2 separate regions of the Mus musculus genome follow, and region 1 is linked to region 2. The links are chromatin contacts, called in public promoter capture Hi-C maps. All regions are on one chromosome and are shown on one strand. Each heading gives the region's core, a stretch centred on a gene start, on an enhancer-like site or on the middle of the called end of the contact. The rest is flanking DNA. Distances are from core to core; before and after follow the strand shown. Region 1 overlaps Camta1 (calmodulin binding transcription activator 1). Region 2 holds the start of Per3 (period circadian clock 3).

Evidence for each region. Promoter capture Hi-C pulls out the DNA fragments that hold promoters and counts their contacts.
Region 1: a promoter capture Hi-C map of liver shows a contact between it and region 2, with 2.2 times the contacts expected there. The contact joins the enhancer-like site here to the promoter of Per3 in region 2. A contact is called at or near these places in 6 of 39 promoter capture datasets (3T3-L1-derived adipocytes, the C10 cell line, cranial neural crest and 3 more) and 1 of 115 datasets of contacts at active chromatin or transcription factors (the 230-238 cell line).

Annotation. Positions count from the first base shown.
Region 1 is chr4:151,786,369-151,789,331 of GRCm38.p6, forward strand. The region is part of intron 3 of Camta1 (calmodulin binding transcription activator 1); the gene reads right to left. Among named protein-coding and RNA genes, the nearest start is that of Gm52710, 52 kb to the left of the region's middle. Within about 2 kb of position 1,588, at least 11 of the 459 cell types and tissues checked have an H3K27ac peak or open chromatin away from gene starts, as enhancers often do. A contact at or near this core is called in liver, where this site is marked.
Region 2 is chr4:151,042,965-151,046,193 of GRCm38.p6, forward strand. Per3 (period circadian clock 3) reads right to left here and starts at 1,701. Exons shown (of 21, transcript NM_011067.3): 1 at 1,144-1,701; 2 at 595-740. The coding sequence starts at 1,268. Gm38529 reads left to right here and starts at 1,889. Exons shown (of 2, transcript XM_017320565.2): 1 at 1,889-2,064.

The DNA.
Region 1 (2,963 bases), core at 338-2,837, 740 kb after region 2:
CCAGGTCCTGTGGGTCCAGCCTGTCTTACATCTACACACATTGTATTTCTCCCAGGCTAACTGACAGTTGTTTATAGATGGTATTGACAAGTTAAGTCAAATCAAGTTTTACCATCCTGAGATAAATAATACACTACATATGGCTCTTTCTGGGGGAAGCCATACAGAAGGGATGGCAGAGGGGGAGTGACCCAGTGCTCAGCAAAGGTAGGACAAGGCTTCTAAGCTCTGAGCTAAGCCTGTGAAGTACAAGTCTTCAGGACTGGTGCTGCACAGCAGCAAATGAGGCATGAGTGGAGCAGTGCTGTACAGAACTGCCACACCTGCAATGATGCCTTCAGCCCCGTGCCAGACTGAGTACATGAAACCTAGCAGCAGAGGCCCAAGAGGTCACAGTAAGATGCCGTGCACCCTACACAGGACTTCCCTGTACGGCTCTGGCTTCTTGTGATGGTCATGGGAGCAGATGGAGGTCACTGGGAGGTCTTGAATAGTAGTAAGATCTAGACAGATCTTTTCTGTTAGCCGTTGTGGTTGTTGTGTGTGTTAAATTCTATACTTGATTAACCATTAAGGTCACAGTGACATAGCAGAGGCCTGCTGTGTGGCAGGCAGCGTAAGTCACATCTCAACTCTGCACTGCTCTACCGCGGCAGCACCTAAAGCACCAGGACGCCGCTGCTCTACTTTAGCACTGTATTTAGCTGATGATCCTAAATAACCCTCTGTCAGCTTTTGTAACCCGGCACAGACCACATGCCTTGTGATCCACCAGCTGGCTGCGGTAATGCCCTTGACTGGAGGCTTAAAAGCTCTGGTCAGGACGTCCCTGTGATGTATTGTCTTTCCATATCAGACTGCAATGATTACCCCCAGAAGTGTCATCACATAGAGTGCTACCAAAATTAGATTACGGCCAGCTAGTGAGACTCCCTCTCCCCTCTGGTACCACCATGGAGGCTGCTGCTCTTGCCTTTGTCTGCAGGATCGAGACGACACAGCTCTTAGGTTTACAGGATGTGGGGATAAGAACCATCTGCCTGGCCTGGTATTTCTTTAATTAAAACTTTAATTACAGATATATCTCTGCACAGATATGTGTAGTCTATCAGCTCCTGCTCTTAATTACCTGCACTAATGAGAAATGAAGAGCTTGTATTCGCTGAGTGTCTACTATGTGCAGGAACGTGTGCCAGAGGCCTAAGGGGAGCCGGAGCCCAGCAGGCGAGACCCAGAGACAAGACTTGGGCCAGGAATTTCACCTGTTCCTCGACCTGTCCTCTTGGCACCATCTCTAGAAAGATGAAGGAATAAGAAACAGAATCTGCACAGGAGACAGAAGAGGACTGGAAGTAAGGGGTCAGCCACTCCCACAGGACTATGGCCATCATCTTCTGGTGGAGTCAGTAACTGGGGATGAGAACTACAAGATGCTGCTGTTTCCATGACATCCCCCTAAGTCTGACGCCATCTTCTTTATCAACACCCTTCAGCTTAGGCAGAATTTCATGGGGAATGACACAGAGCACTTCCCACAGCCACAAGGGCAAAGGTCATCAGGAGGGCCGCCAAGGTCACCAGGTGGCACCTAGGCCAAATACTCAGCTCTAGAGACTCGCACAGAGCCACCACACTCCAGCCCGAGGCCTCTGCTTCCCTCAGAACCACCCTAACCTTAAGTCACTCGCTCTTGTGGAGGGAAAGCAGAAGATTAATTACTCTGACGACTCTACCAACTCTGCTGGAGGCAGGCAGTTAATGGCTAGCTTCGGTGCTGCCATGTTTGCTGCTCCACCCTAACAGGACTGGTGGGGCAGCAGAAGAGGCAGTGGGTGTGAAGGCCTTTCCCTCTCCACAGCAGACTCCTCATCACCAGCATCAAGGGGTGATCAGCTTCCTTGCAGTTTAAAAGCTTACACAGCAGCTATACAGAAGCCCAAGGTAAGAAGCCGCCAAAACAACACCAGCTTATCCTAGTGCCTAAGTGACACTGGTTGGTGACTTAAAGCATGGTGTTTCTCAGCCTACTGAATAAAGCCATGTGGCAAATTACCAAAGTCCTCAAGATGAACGAAATCAGGATAGATGACCGTAAACACAGCCTAAGGATACTCAGACTAATGAAGGGTGGTACCTACTCCTTTAAAAAAAATACCAAAACATACTTTTAAAAGCCCACTGGAACATCTACTATGTGCTGGGACCCCCTTGGAGGATTTGTAAATATATTACACTGTGATGATAGATACACTGTAAACATCAGGGATTTACTGGGGGGTCGGGGGAGACAGTGCAGAGCTATGGAGGAAGAAAGGAGAAAGGAAAATTAAATGTTGAAGACATGAGAGAAAAGAAAGGTGGCAGAACGAGGAAACAAGAATGGCCCTTGGTGCTTAGTTCTAGTTGTTTAATACAGCCTAGCACTTAGGAGGATGGTCTTGACGAGGAACTCTCTAGACCGGGTTGTCTTGTGAGTACACTGGTCAGGGACTGTCTTGATACCTTAATTAATATGAAAGACCCAGCCTGCAAGCGGGTAGCTCAGTCCCTGACTCTTAAGTACCAGCGCCGGCTTAGCACTAGGTTCAGGGTGTGCTGCTCGAAGCTCTAGTGAGGACCTGATGTGACCTGATGTGACCAGCTGGCTCAAGCTCTGCTAGGACTTCCCCACAGTGCTGGACTACAGCTGCAAGTTTTAAGCTAAAATAAACACTTTTCCCCCTAAGATGATTTCTGTAAGTTTTTTGGTTTTATATCATAGCAACCGAAATGGAACCAGAGACCTCTACTCAGGAACCTCAGAACGTAAGCACAATGCTGGCTTCTCTGATGGCTTCTCACTCAGGGCTATTTCGCAGAGCAATGGCAGAGGCTCCAGGCACTGGCTAGTGTTGGTTGAACATCTAAACCAGCAGAGAGAGCCATTTTAGTTTTCAGTGTAATCTGCTCTGGAAGGAACAGCA
Region 2 (3,229 bases), core at 451-2,950:
GTTAGGTATGCAAACTCAAGACTATGAGTTTTATGAATCCTGCCTGCTCTGGGTTACAAGGAGCAAGATTCACTAGAAGTTCTAAAGCTAGTTAATAAAATCAAAGTCCAGATACACACATATATTTTTTTAATGGAGGAAACACTAGAATTCACAAACTATTGATCACAGACTGAGCAAAGCGGTTTCTGCTGGGGGAAGGAAAAACATTTGTTCTTTGATTTAGTCTATTTTGTATATACTACAACTGCATTTCCAAAGTGTGTGCATGACAGAAAAAAACAACCCAGACATGTATTTGCTCGTGTAATCTCCATGGAAGGCAATGCTCCTTGAAAAAGTCCTCTGAGTTTTACTTAAACTGCTCAACTCTTTACTCTTGCAACAGATAGGCACAATATTGCACAGTTACTAAACTGTCAGACAAATAACGTTCTGCTGGCTTTTCAAACTTGGAAAGCCTAAAGCACCACTTACATCAGCTTTAGACTTGCTTGTCTTGGCTACAAATAAAGCCCAAGCCTCTGGAGGCTGGAGTTCCACTGCACATGAGGACTGAGCCCAGCGCCACCCTATTCGCTGCAATGCATTTACCTTGCACACTGTGTACACAGCGCAGGGCATAGTTAAGAGCATCTAGGGTACTGGGCTTAGTGTGCCTCTCGGCTGGGAAATACTTTTTCATTTCTTGGACAACCATTATAAGCTCTTCAGACATTCTGTTTCGGTCTTCGTGTTCACTGAATAGGAAAAAAACAAACAAGAAACCGTAATGGTGGACACTCAAGGAATATCTGATTTTTAGGGATGTCTGGCCACCTCAACTAGCCCAGGTCACAGGTTTAATGCCCTTTCTCTTCCAGGTAGGGGACATTCTACACTTTCATTCTCCCTTCAGTCCCAACTCCGTCAAATTCTTTAACCACTTTCCTCTTTCTTTCCGTACTCTGGTAATTTAGTTTAGTAACATTCCCCCTCCCATCAATCCTCACCGAACTATTTGGAAGTTCCCTTTCAGGTCGCCTCCCCCCCCTACCGCGTCCCCGGGATCAAAAATACAATAAAAAGTTGTAAATCCTGCTTTCCCTGCTCCAGGGAAGGACAATAAACACAGAGGGTGGTGGGGAGACTTCCTAGCGTCACCTGTGGCTGCTGTCCACGCAAGTGCCCTGCAGAGGACCCTCCTGGCCAGACGCCCCCTGGAGCCCCGGTCCCCTAGTCTGGGGACAGTCGCCACCAGGTACTGCCGGGTCTCCACAGGGATCCATCCCGCCTGGCAGCCCTCAGCCTGCTTCTCTCAGTTTGCAGCTAGCAACCAAACCCGGCTTGTTTTGGTCCCTGCCATCGCCTTCGGGAAAGACTGGTCGCCGACCACGCTCATCTGAGGGGCACTTTTCTCCTCAGCATTTCCACAGACTCTGCTGGGGTGACGAGCTACAGCGACAGCTCGATGGCGGAAGCTGGCTGGACGGACCACCAGCGGGGCTCTCAGGGAGCGCGGTCAGCCTGCAACAACTTTTCCACCGTCCTTGCTGGGAAGCCGGCGAGCATCGAGAAACACCTCAGAGAGCAACGTCCGGCGTGACCGGGCAGAAGGCAGGGGCAGCAGCGCCCGGCCGTGCGGGCTCGCAGGCGTCCCGCCAGCCGAGCAACTCGCCGCCGCCCCGCAGAGCCTCGCCCACCCGCGGGCAGTCCAGTCTCGAGGCCGTCCGCGTGCCCAGTGGCCGCCGGCCCCGCCCCCTGCGCGCCAGGGATCCGGTCCCGCCCCTTCGCCGCGCGATTGGTCGCTGTTACCGGCAACACGAGCTCCCATTGGTCAGAGGGCGGGGTGCAGGTCGTGCACGGCGGGGGTTACATAACCGCGGGCGGGTGGGCGGGTGCAAAGGCCCCCGAGTACCTTACATAACGCGCGGGTCGGGCGAGGGCGGCTCTCGGCCAATCCTGGCCAAGTGGAGTGGCCTGGAAGACAACAGGGCCGGGCCGCGCAAGTCTACTGCCGGGCTTCCCGGAGGCGTGGCCTTGGGGCTGTCAGTCACGGGAGGGCGGGGTCCGCGCAGCCAACAGGTAAGTGGACCCGGTGGCGCTTGTGAGTCCGCAGGCCTCTGGGGCTCCCCGGTATCCCAGGAATGCAGTGCTTTGGGGTTCCCATTGTTTTCATCTTTCCAAAACTTGCTGCTTTCTCCCACCCGCCAATATAGGTGAGTGAACCCAGGTAGAATCCAACCGTATTTTCAGAAATACAAGTTTAATGGTACAAGGTAAGGTCCTTGGCTGCCCTCGAGTTACAGGTTCATTTGGCAACAGGAGTTAGATAGTATTGTAAGCGACGCTCTGTTTTCGAGGAAACAGCCAGGATGCTCCTTTTACATAACTGTCTCTACCCTTCAGAAACGAAAGGTACAGGGCAGAGCTCCAGCCTTCTGCTGCCTGGGTACATCAAGAACACACTCGGTAGTGGGTGGAGAGATGGCACAGCACTTGAGAGTTAAGCACCTACTGCTCTTCCTTTGGATGGTTCCCAGGCATCTTCTATCAGTGTCTCACAAAGTGCCTGTAATTCCAGTTATAGGAGATCCAATGCCCTCATCCATCAAGACACCTGCACAGTGAGCATACGCTATCCAGACATACACCACATAAATAATAAGATCTTTAAAAAAATACACTAAGTATTTGTTGGATGAATGAAAGTGTTCAGGCCAAAGGAGAAGGGGAAAATGCCAGAGAGCAAGTATCCACATTTCATATTGGGCAAATGACCGATTTTTAAAAAAAGTCTTTCTCCACACTGGATTACTCTACTCCTGAGTTCTTCAAGAAACATTCATTGTACGACCATTGGGTGCACATGTGGGCAGGGATTATTGTACTGAGGACAGAACCAAATTCTCTCATACTCAACATACAACACATGGATGATGCCTCAAAGTCAAGAAAGCCTAAGATGCTGGTAGGACATAAACTGGTAGGAATGGGAAGGACAGAGGAAGGAGGCAAGAGCCCCAGGGAACAGGCTGGAGGGTAAGGGAGGGCCGCTGAGAAGGGGAACTGAATCTGAGTGATCCTTTGGGGTGGGGGAAATGGGTGGGCTAACAGAACTGAAAAGCACTGTCCCTTTCAGGCCATCCTTGTGAAGTACAGGTTAGTCATTAAGAACCTGAAGCGAGGGCTAGAAAGACGGCTCAGTGCTTAAGAGCACTGACTGCTCTTCTGAAGGTCCCAAGTTCAA